Regions from separate parts of the Mus musculus genome. Here all the other regions are linked to region 2. Evidence: chromatin contacts called from public Hi-C data. All regions are on one chromosome and are shown on one strand. Each heading gives the region's core, a stretch centred on a gene start, on an enhancer-like site or on the middle of the called end of the contact. The rest is flanking DNA. Distances are from core to core; before and after follow the strand shown.

Evidence for each region. Hi-C and Micro-C count contacts between places; a contact is called where the count stands out from the background.
Region 1: a Hi-C map of CD8 T cells shows a contact between it and region 2, with 6 times the contacts expected there. The contact joins two enhancer-like sites. A contact is called at or near these places in 10 of 39 promoter capture datasets (the 3T3-L1 cell line, the C10 cell line, embryonic stem cells and 4 more), 10 of 15 datasets of contacts at CTCF or cohesin (CD8 T cells, the G1E-ER4 cell line, the NIH/3T3 cell line and 6 more), 312 of 484 Hi-C or Micro-C datasets (the 3T3-L1 cell line, 3T3-L1-derived adipocytes, the 4T1 cell line and 151 more), 52 of 115 datasets of contacts at active chromatin or transcription factors (CD4 single positive thymocytes, CD8 T cells, the SCID.adh cell line and 31 more) and 4 of 9 other capture datasets (adipose tissue, embryonic stem cells, embryonic tail and 1 more).
Region 3: a contact with region 2 is called in a Hi-C map of CD8 T cells, with 4 times the contacts expected there. The contact joins two enhancer-like sites. A contact is called at or near these places in 10 of 39 promoter capture datasets (the 3T3-L1 cell line, the C10 cell line, embryonic stem cells and 4 more), 10 of 15 datasets of contacts at CTCF or cohesin (CD8 T cells, the G1E-ER4 cell line, the NIH/3T3 cell line and 6 more), 315 of 484 Hi-C or Micro-C datasets (the 3T3-L1 cell line, 3T3-L1-derived adipocytes, the 4T1 cell line and 150 more), 48 of 115 datasets of contacts at active chromatin or transcription factors (CD4 T cells, CD4 single positive thymocytes, CD8 T cells and 31 more) and 4 of 9 other capture datasets (adipose tissue, embryonic stem cells, embryonic tail and 1 more).

What each region holds. Positions count from the first base shown.
Region 1 is chr13:30,083,137-30,086,710 of GRCm38.p6, reverse strand. No RefSeq gene overlaps it. Among named protein-coding and RNA genes, the nearest start is that of Mboat1, 52 kb to the left of the region's middle. Within about 2 kb of position 1,515, at least 92 of the 459 cell types and tissues checked have an H3K27ac peak or open chromatin away from gene starts, as enhancers often do. A contact at or near this core is called in the Ba/F3 cell line, CD8 T cells, the SCID.adh cell line and 6 more, where this site is marked.
Region 2 is chr13:30,257,469-30,261,216 of GRCm38.p6, reverse strand. No RefSeq gene overlaps it. Among named protein-coding and RNA genes, the nearest start is that of Gm40863, 24 kb to the right of the region's middle. Within about 2 kb of position 2,151, at least 31 of the 459 cell types and tissues checked have an H3K27ac peak or open chromatin away from gene starts, as enhancers often do. A contact at or near this core is called in the Ba/F3 cell line, CD8 T cells, the SCID.adh cell line and 6 more, where this site is marked.
Region 3 is chr13:30,107,174-30,110,612 of GRCm38.p6, reverse strand. No RefSeq gene overlaps it. Among named protein-coding and RNA genes, the nearest start is that of Mboat1, 28 kb to the left of the region's middle. Within about 2 kb of position 1,407, at least 42 of the 459 cell types and tissues checked have an H3K27ac peak or open chromatin away from gene starts, as enhancers often do. A contact at or near this core is called in CD8 T cells, where this site is marked.

The sequences.
Region 1 (3,574 bases), core at 266-2,765, 170 kb after region 2:
AAGCAAGCCAGTAATAAGCAGCACCCCTCTATGGTTTCTGCATCAGCTCCTGCCTCCAGGTTCCTATCCTGCTTGAGTTCCTGCACTGACATCCTCCAGTGGTGACCAGCAATGTAGATGTACAAGCTAAGGAAACCCTTTCTTCCCCAGCTTGCTTTTTGGCCATGGCAACAACATCGCAGCAACAGAAACCCTAACAAAGACAAGTGTGATCTATAGTACGACAACAGTGCTTCAGTGGATGGTCTCACACCCGCTCACATATGGGCAGCACAAATAGTAATCAGTGGGCTAGAAAAGAGGGGATACGAAATTAGGTAGGAGTGGGTCTGGGGGGTCCAGGTGGAGGAAGGGAGGTGGATGTTATTGATTGAATGTTATATACATGTATGAACTTTTCAATAATAAAAACATTATATAGTATATATTATATATGTATATATTGTATGTGTTTATATTATATATGTATATACATGCATATATATTATATATATATGTGTGTGTGTATATAGAGACATTGTCCCTTGCTTAAGTAAAATTTAAGTGACACCCATTAAATAAGCTCAGCTGTAGCTAGGACCATAGGTTTACATTTCCAAGAGACATTATACACAGTGTCTGTGCATGAGAGACCCTGTAGAAGAGTTGATACAAATGCCGTTCCTCTGTCAGCTTTATACTTTCTCTTTAACATCAAGGCAGCGCTTCTCAACCTTCCTGATTCTGTGACCCTTTAACACAGTTCCTCATGGTGTGGTGATTCCCAAACATAAAATTATTTTTGTTGCTACTCCATAACTGTAACTATGCTACTGTTGTGAATCATAATGTAAATAGCTGACATACAGGATATCTGATGTTCGACCTCTCCTAAGGTTTAGAACCTTAAAACTTAAAGCAACTGCTAAGTGAGAGAATTTACAATCTCAAGCCTGTTATTTCTCAGGCGTAACTATGTATCTATCATCCTTTGGCATTTTGTCCATTTGTTTATTATGTAGCCCTGGTTAGGCCCGAACTTGAGATCCTCCAAGTGCTGAGATTAGACACCAGCCTGTGCTACCACTCTCCACCTCCAGGTTTCTGTTTGGTTTTACCTTGTATTTTTAAGGAAAGAAAAACAAACAAACAAACAAACAAAACAAACAAAAACTATCGCAGCCATTTGGTGGAGTGAAGTTAAAAGCGTGGATGAGAAGAAATCCCTTTAGCCTTCTTGATTTTCTTCTATTCACATTTTCTTACAACCCTCTGTAAAGCAGGAAGAGGAAAATAATTACGACTAAAATTGGCCACAGTAACAGCAGTTGCCACAAAAATAAACAGTCAAAAATACAATATAGAAACAACAGCAATATATTTGTCCTTGTGTTTACAGAACATTACAGACTCCCCGAGAAGAAGAGGGGAGCAAGGAAATCTTCACCAGGGAGATCCCAGAATATTCTAGACCACGCGGGGCTGGGCTCTCTCACAAAGAACCTTGGAGCTAGGCGTGCATCCTCACGATCCACCACAAGAGGGCGGTCATCAAAAGCGAGTGAAAGGTCACCCTGCCCTCCGCAGACACCGGAAGAGTAAGTCCCGCCTAAGGGGGTTGAGACTATTTTTATAATCAGAAGCTGCTGACAGAGTTAGGAAAACATGATCCAAATTAAGATTTTCTTCCAACCATTTTGGGGTTGTTAATCCCATCTCAACAATTAATTCCTAGAGATTTATTAGCAGTAATAATAAATTGTCCCATCTGCAGGGCAAAACAGAAACCAAATTAATTACTTACATGAAGAGATGTTAGTAATTTGCTAACATTAGGTAGATTTTATTTTAGGTACATTTTACCCAAAATATGGGATAAGGGAAATTCAGCCTGCATTCACCTTTTTTAAAGATGTGAATTTAAACGGAATCTAATTACTGAGAAATGAAAAACTTGAGTATAATTCTCACTTGTATTACTCTATAAAAGCCCTTTCCTCGCCTCTATGTTTTTCTGTGTCTTGCCAGGTTTTTCATGGAGAATGTACTCCTTAAAATGGCTTCCTCTGACACAGTTAGCTAAGGATTTAGACCTGCCGATCCAAAACCATCTGGCTTCCAAGTGCCAGCCAGTCCCCAGTAGCTTGCTCATTCTTGCTTTCTGGGATCCATATTTCTGAGTTGAGAAGTATTTTCGTGTCTGGACCATGGTACCACTTTTTTACTAGTTTTATAGGCAACCTTGGTTCCTCCTAACCTGTCTGTGGTCCTGTTTCCTTCTTTCTGAAATGGCAAACAAGAATTGTCTTACTTCATCAAGGGACGGTAACTATTTGACGTTGCTTGGTGTGTCAGGGTCCGGGATCTGCTCTGTGAATGCTAATCAGAGCCATTATTAGTGAGTTTTCAAATATCTGCTGAGCACCTACTATCTGTCCATGCACAAAATAACCAATGGTTCCTAACATGGTGGGCTTGCATTCTAGCGAGGAGGTGACAGTAAACAGCAGGCATTCCAGGCAGTCAAGAATGCTTTGAAGCAAGAAGATAAGCACTATGGGAAAGAACGTAGAGCAGGATATGGAGGCTTGCGGGGACTGATAATGGTTAGGCTTGCGAGGACTGATAATGGGTTTCGGGTTTTTTTGGTTTGTTTTTTTAGGGTACTTGGGTAGACCTCATTTAGAAGGAATGGCTTACATACAGAAGTTGGGGGCGTGGGTGTACCACACAGCTCTGTTGGAAAGAACACCCCAACCCTTTCTAGTGTTTTAAGATTTATAGATTTACCCACTTCCCTCCACCGTCCCCACTGTCATGACATAGACACAGATTAAGGCCTGGGCCCAAGACTAAAACTGTGAACTGCCCAGCTTTCTGAGTAACAAATGTCTGAAAATTCTGCGCAACCTGAGGAGCTCTTGTCTTCAGTCAACCACAATTTGTCCTACAGTGTGTGCTTAATCTGCCAGGCAGGATCCAGATCCTACAACCCTCCATCTCTGTTGTCAGCATCATTGCTCAGAGGCCAGTCTCTTCATCTCCTTCTTCATACGCCCCAGCTATATAATCTAAAAAACACAAAACCTTTGGAAGATGTAGAATCATTACTCATGTCCATAGACAACTCAAGATTGTCTTAAACTTCTTTTAATGATTTCCAAAATGCTTAACACAATTAATGATACACATATACACTTAATCCCTGTTGAATTGATGGGAAACCACGTTTGAAGGAAAATAGTGAAACTTGTAATGTCAGTTTCTCCCATCTGAAGGCCCTTGTTGATATTTTATAAACTATACAATATAATTTATGTGCAATGAGTTTGCTCTTTGCTGTATGCACATCTCTGAATATATGTATGTATGTATATATATATATATATATATATATATATACATACATATATATGTGTGTGTGTTTGTGATATATATATGTGACTACTGTCCTGATCAGGACATAGAACAGTATGTGACTAAACGTGTTTCCATGTCCCTTGGCAGCCATGGGACCTCCTTGGACCCCCAGGAACCACTGATTTGCTTTCTGTCCCTGGAGCATTCTCTTTTTTCTCTAGAGGGAATAATCTGG
Region 2 (3,748 bases), core at 902-3,401:
CAACAGAAGCTGCTCTTCTCCTTGGGGAACTGGATTGTTGGGGCAGGCAGGGGTCAGGGTGGGGTTAGAAATCTTATCCCGAGGAAGGAACAAGATGAAGTGAAGGATAACATGGCAAGACCAGTCGCCTTCTACCACTCTACGCTAATGAGCACAGCTCAGCTCACAGATTCTACCTGGGTTCTAATGTTTTGTTGAGAAACGAAGGAGACAGGAAGAGGAAGGGAGAGAGCCAAGTTAAGCCACAGCTTGGCTGAGCCTGGTGACCCCAGGCAGGAACACACGGGTGTCTGTGCTGTCATAAGTAAGCCGGATGCTATTTATTGCGGACCTCTAACAGATCACCGTAAAGATTACATTTTCCTGGAATCAGTTTCTTTCTTGGTTCAGAAATGTACCCAAGCCACCAGGACCAGCACACTGAATTGTCAGCAAAGGAACTATGAAAAGCCTGCATTTCCCTCCAGAAACCAGTCACCCAAAATGAATTACCTAGAAAACATACCGCTTTCCACAAAGTTGCAGACCCAAATAAGTGAGCTAGCACTAACAACCACAGACTGGGGAGGGCCCTCCTGGAAGGAAGAGGCTCGGAGTGGGACACAAAGTAACAAATTATAAAAGGATAAAACACAAGCAACTTGTGGCCATCTTACCTCTCCCTCTTACAGGTCAGAACAACAGAATCTCATGATGTATTTAAACTATACAATCACTGCAGAAATCTTTGAATCAGTTCCTCAAACTATCTCATTTAACCCTCACATGAGTTACTGACTCACCTAACAGGAAGGGTACAGAGAGGCTGTTCAAGTTCTCCAAGGTCACACAGCAAACTCAAAGCATAAACCTTAACCTGTAGCTGGTGCCACCTCCAGTGCGTCTGGTATTTTAGGTCTACCCACCATCCTGTTTTTATTTGTAACTAACGAAGGAAGAGGCGACTGGGGGGGGGGTCATCATTTTTTCAGCATTTCACTAGCAGTTACAGTTCAAAAGGGGCAGCAGAGAGGTTAAAGAGTGTCCAAGCCATAAAGGAACGCTGGGCTGGCAATTCAACAAGAGCCATCGAAATTACTGCAAATGGCCACAAGAGGTCGCTACTTCACACCGCTTCAGAGAAATCGCATTCAAGCAATGATTGGTAGCTGGCCTGTGCTGAGATAGGTCATAAGCAGGAGAGGTACTCTGGGATTGCTTCCTCTCAAACCTACACTGCAAGGTGTAGATTTTAAGTTAGGCTGAGGGCCAGCCAAGGGGATGGCTCAGAAGGATAGAAGTGCTTTCCTTTAAAAAAGACTTGTTTTGGGAGCTGGAGAGGTGGCTCAGGGGTCAGGAGTGTTTGCTATTCTTGCCAAAGAGCTGGATTCTGTTCCAAGCACCTGCATGGCGGCTCAAAGCTATCTCTACCTCCAGTTTCAAACCTTCTTCTGGCTTCTTGGGCAAGGTGAACACACGTGGTGCACATGCAGGCAAACATTCATATACATAAAATAAAAATATAAAGATTTACATTCTGTGTGTGTGTGTGTGTGTGTGCACACGCGCGCGCATGCACATACCTTCAGACGCCTGTAAAGGGTTTCTGATCTTCTAAAGCTAGCATTACAGATGGTTGTGAATTACATTGCATGGTGTGAGTGCTAGAAACCAATCCTCTTGAAAGAGCAGCGAGAGTTCTTATCGGTCCAACCATCTCTCCACCCCAAACCCGCAATATACAGAATTCTCCTTACCCAAGTACTCAGAACTCACACAAAGGTAGAAGGAGAGAACCGAGTCTACAGAGTTGTACTCTGATCTCCATACATACTACATGGCACATGCAAGACACCACACACACACACACACACACACACACACACACACACACACTGAAGCTTAGAAGCTAGGAAACCATTAACCATTAACCATTAAGAATCTCTCACTCCTCTTTCCCAGGCCGCTTTGTGAAAGCAAAAGCCAGTGTAGTCCCAAGTGCAGGGGAAACTGAGGCAGGAGCATTCTCGTGCCCAGGAAAGTCAAGGCAGCTGGGGCAACAGGAGCCCCTGTTTCAAATCAAAACTAAGTTTGCCACACCACTGCCCTGGGTCCGCTCTCACACACACTTGGTACTTTGAAGCACTTCCTCCTCACTCCTTGTTGTTGTTCTCCGACAGTAGCTGCTTCGGACTCACAGGAAGCTGATTCAGCAAAGTCCCAAAGGCAGCATGTCTGGGTTTAACTGCTCTCTTCTGGGAATACTATTCGCGCTTTCTGCTGTAATTGAAGACCACACTGCCGCTGTGAGTGTATGTGTCACATGCACGTTAGCCTTTAGAGCCGGCTATGGCCTTTGCTTACCGGTATGGGTGAGGGGTTACCATTAGAACCCAATTTGCATCTGGGGACATAGCTCAGTAGTGGAGTTCCCGTGGCCTGCAGGAAGCCGTGGATTCCATCCCCAGCACCGCATACACTAGCACTATAATCCCAGCACGAAGGAAGTGGAGGCAGGAGGATCAAAAGCTTAAAATCATCCTTGTCCAGGTAAGAGATCGGCCAGGCAACGTTATGTGTGTGTGTCTTTGTCTTCGTAAAGAAAGAAAGGGGTAGGGGGAAGGCCCCCAGTTTGCAAATCACTGTTTCGAGTTCTTAGAAGTGAGGTGTTTTTTTTTTTTTTCATCCAATTTTTTTATTAGATATTTTCTTCATTTATATTTCAAATGCTATCCCGGAAGTCCCTTATACCCTCCCCCCGCCGTGCTTCCCTACCCACCCACTCCCACTTCTTGGCCCTGGCGTTACCCTGTACTGGGGCTTATAAAGTTTGCAAGACCAAGGGGCATCTCTTCCCAATGATGGCCGACTAGGCCATCTTCTGCTACATATGCAGCTAGAAACACGAGCGTACTGGTTAGTTCATATTGTTGTTCCACCTATAGGGTTTTTAAAGGACGGCATTATGTTATGCAGCCCCTCAGAGTTTCCCCTTCAGCTTTGTTGACCAGTGATAAAATATGACCATGAAAATTAATTGTACATACTTTGGACCGCTGGATTCTACTAGTGTCAAAATATGTTTATAGGTTGTCAGTTTAATTTTGTTTTGATCTTTGAGAGAAAGTCGCACTGCATAACCCCAGCTGGCCTTGAATATAAGCTGAAGGTTTGCAATAGGTTATTAGTATTCTCTGCTGAGGCTCTTTTCTCTAATGTTTTTATTGAAACGATGAATTACTAATCATTCTCTCAGCACCTGGTTGGTTTGGAGGTAGTGGATTAAAAGGCCTGCTTTGCCCTGAGGGTCCATTTTCCCTGTACAAATGCACCTGCCTGTTGAGAGAGCAAATAAACAGCCCATTTCTGCTTGGGGCAACTGGATGACTCCGGGAAGCTCCGTCCCCAAGTGGTGATGGCCAGTAAGCTATAGTTAAACAGCGAAGGCTTGTGATTGACTGACCCTGCCAAAAGTCAGCACATAGTAGGCCCACTGAAGCCAGGCAGTTCTTTCAGCAACCTCTGCTTCCACTCTCTATCATGCTCACTGGAGCAGAAATGGATGGGAGATCCCTCGGCATGAGATGTCCCTACAAGCTCGGGGTGTGTCAGACTTCTGTAAAAAGAAATGTGTCTCCAAAGGCACAGACAAAAATAAAAACTAAAATAATAAAATGAAAACCTAGAAGTACGGTAAAATGCTGGCTGGCCTTGAGGCAAACGGTGCTTTAACATCTGTATTTTCTATTTTTTTTTCTAGAATTAATTT
Region 3 (3,439 bases), core at 158-2,657, 150 kb after region 2:
TTGGAAGCTTCATTTAGTGACAAGAGATGTCTGGCTGGGCCTGTGTCTCCCCCTTTATTTGGCAATTTCATTTAGATTGCCTTTAAATATGTATTTATTTGTGAAGCTTCTACCATATTAAATTTCCATACAATCCCTCAAATGGCCCTTAATTTTAAGTGACTCTCCCCATATTCCTTCCCAGGTCCCTCTTTTCCACTTAATCCTCCAGTTCTAGCCCCTTCTCTGCCTGATCCTCCAGTTCTAGATAAGGGAAAACATATCGTATTTGATACCATATTTGTCTCTCCAGGTCTGGGTTATCTCACTCAGGATAATTTTTTTTCTAAATCTATTCATGATTTCATTTTTCTTAACAACTGAATAGCATTCCACATTGAGTCACATTGCTTCAGCACTTGAAGTATATTTGTATTTGTGTTCTATGCACTTCTTATCTATTGCAACTAGAGCCGCAATGAATGTAGCCAGGCAAGGATCGATGAAGTAGGATATCTGGCCTGTGACTTAGGGTGAGACCAGACTGGCCGAAAACTCACAGAGACCTGTGTGCCTCCGCCTCCTGCCTCTGCCTCTGCCTCTGCCTCTGCCTCTGCCTCTCTGCCTCTGCCTCTGCCTCTGCCTCTGCCTCTGCCTCTGCCTCTGCCTCTGCCTCTGCCTCTGCCTCTGCCTCTGCCTCTGCCTCTGCCTCTGCCTCTGCCTCTGCCTCTGCCTCTGCCTCTGCCTCTGCCTCTGCCTCTGCCTCTGCCTCCTAGGTGCTGGGATTAAAGCATATATCACCATGCCTGGCCCTCTCTTGACTGGTTTATAGTTTGCAGTACTTTTGAGTATGGTTCCACTCTGTGCTTATATATATATAATTTATATTTATATATATGTATATATACCACATTTTATTTATATTTATTTAATATATATCTATAAAGACAACCTAGTGGCATTCAGATAATTCAGATAAAAGCTTTTAATTGCCTTCCTACACAGTGTCATTGAGTGTGCCCACAGCATATTTTTGCTGAATCAATAAATGAATAATGCTTTAGTGGGTGTCTGCCAAAGGTTCTGAGAATAAGATCCCACATTCCTTTCTAGGTTTGGTTTCTTATAGAAGCTAACTTTTTTTCACCCAAGTTGGCTTTGAGTCACTGATATGATTCATAAACTTAAAAACAGGTTGAACCTGAAATCACCCTGCAGGAAATGAGCTAAGGAACATAGATTGAATGGGAGAGGCTTGGGAGAAGAAGGGGGAGGAGGGGAGAGGAGGGCGAAGGAACTCCTTCTAAGTTCCTAGTATGATATGAGGAAATGTCAACAGCAGTTTTGTTCTCATTACCCCAGTTACCTTGTTTGAAATAGTTAAATCAAGTGCAAAGCCTTCAGTACTCAAAAGGCACATTTCTCAGGTGTGGCTCACCTCGAGCTCCACCCCCAGATGAGTCACTATACAGAGGCTAGCAGGGAGTGATCTGTCCTTGAGCCCTCCCGCACTCATACACAAAATCATTAATAACAGATGGGGAAAGATAGATGGACGGATGGATGGATGGATGGGTGGGTGGGTGGATGGGTGGGTGGGTGGGTGGATGGATGGATGGATGGATGTGGGTGGGTGGATGGATGGGTGAGTGGGTGAGTGGGTGGATCATCACTAGAGGGGAGATGAATCTATCTCAGCTGGCCCTGCTGGAATCTTTAAATGGGGAGAGAAGGCAGAGAAGGAGAAGTCATGAGCACCTTGTCAAAGGGTTCAGAGTCAAGTAAGGTGGTAATCGTGCGTTTGAAGACATCCTAGAAGAAAGCATGGTCTCAGGGCCCTGCTTTAGTGTTTTCTCTGCAACCCAAGCTTCTGGTAACATCTGGCACCTTCCTAGGAAGTCTTTTGCCTTTTGCTACCTATTTCACTGTGGGTGATGGCACATCCAGAAGCCCATAAAGGTAGTCAAGCTAGAAACGTGAACAGTTCACTCTGGAAAAAGATAACAGTTCAACATTCGGAGGATAGTTTCAGCCCTTAATGCTAGCTCATGGAGGCTTCTGGGCCCTGCCTTATAGGGTGGGTAAGATGTCCAACCCATAACCTCATGCTTTAGAGGATTAATTCTCCCTCTCCTGTACACACACACTGATTACTCTTACCTCTAAATCTTACTGCAGCTACCCAAGATTCCTCTTCTCAAATGACTCTGAGCCTTCTTCTGGTTCAGTCTTACATTGGTGTCTTCTCTGTGTCTAACTGGAGTATCTACCCCAACCTGTAAGGTACAGGCATCTGTGAGCAGCTGTTAGCAGATGGATAGAGCTTTGCAAGGCTAGGCTGTTCCTATAGATCCCAGGTGCCACAGGGACTCCTTGAGTACAGGAGTAGCAGGCAACTAGATCACCTATCCTCAGATGACCACAAGCCCATGGGCAGCAGCATTAAGTAATTTCAAAATGTGAAATCAGATTTCACCTTTTGGGTGACAAGAAAGTATTCTTATCAATAGACCATAAACAAGATATGGGTATTTGGTGTAGTGTTTGCCCAGTATGCATAAAACCTTGGATTCCATCTCCAGTGCCCCATAAACTAGGCGTCATGACTCATACCTACACTCCCAACCCTCAGGAAGCAAACACAGAAGGATTAGGAGTTCAAGGTTATCCCAAACTACACAGCAAGTTTGAGGGCAGCCTGAGCAACTTGAGGCCCTGTCTCGCCACAGAAGAAGAAAAGAGAGTTGGGGGACTTAGGCACTGTTCTATTGCTGTGAGGATGCACCATGATTGAGGCAACTCTTACAAAAGGAAGAATTTAATTGGGGAATTGCTTACAGTTTCAGAGGTTCCGTCCCTTATCACGTAGTTGAGGAGTATGGTGGCACACGTGACTGGAGAAGTAGCTGGGATCCCCATCCTGAGAGACTGGACCTGGTGTGAGCTTTGGAAACCTCAAATCCACCCAATGACACACCTTGTGGTGGTTTAAATAAGAATGGTTCACACAGACTCATATGTTTGAATGCTTTGCCTGTAAGGAGTGGCAGTATTTGGAGGTATAGCCCTGTTGGAAGCTCAGTCTCCTTCTGCTGCCTTAGAATCAAGGTGAAGAACTCTCAGTCCCTTCTCCAGCATCATATATGCCTACATACTGCTATGTTCCCTGCCACAATAATAATGGAAGCAGTAACCCAGTCCCAATTAAATGTTTTCCTTTATTAGAGTCGCTGTTGTCATGTTGTCTCTTCATAGCGATACAACCCCAAGACAGACCTCCTTATCATTGTAATCCTCTCAAGTAGTGCCACTTCCTGATGACTGAAAATTCAAATATGTGAGCCTCTGGAAGGCTGGAGCATTCTTATTCAAATTACCACAGAGCAGAAGGGGAAGATGGGGAGAAGGAGGAGGAAGAGGAGGAAGAGGAAGAAGAAGGAAGGAACAAAAGAAGGGAGGT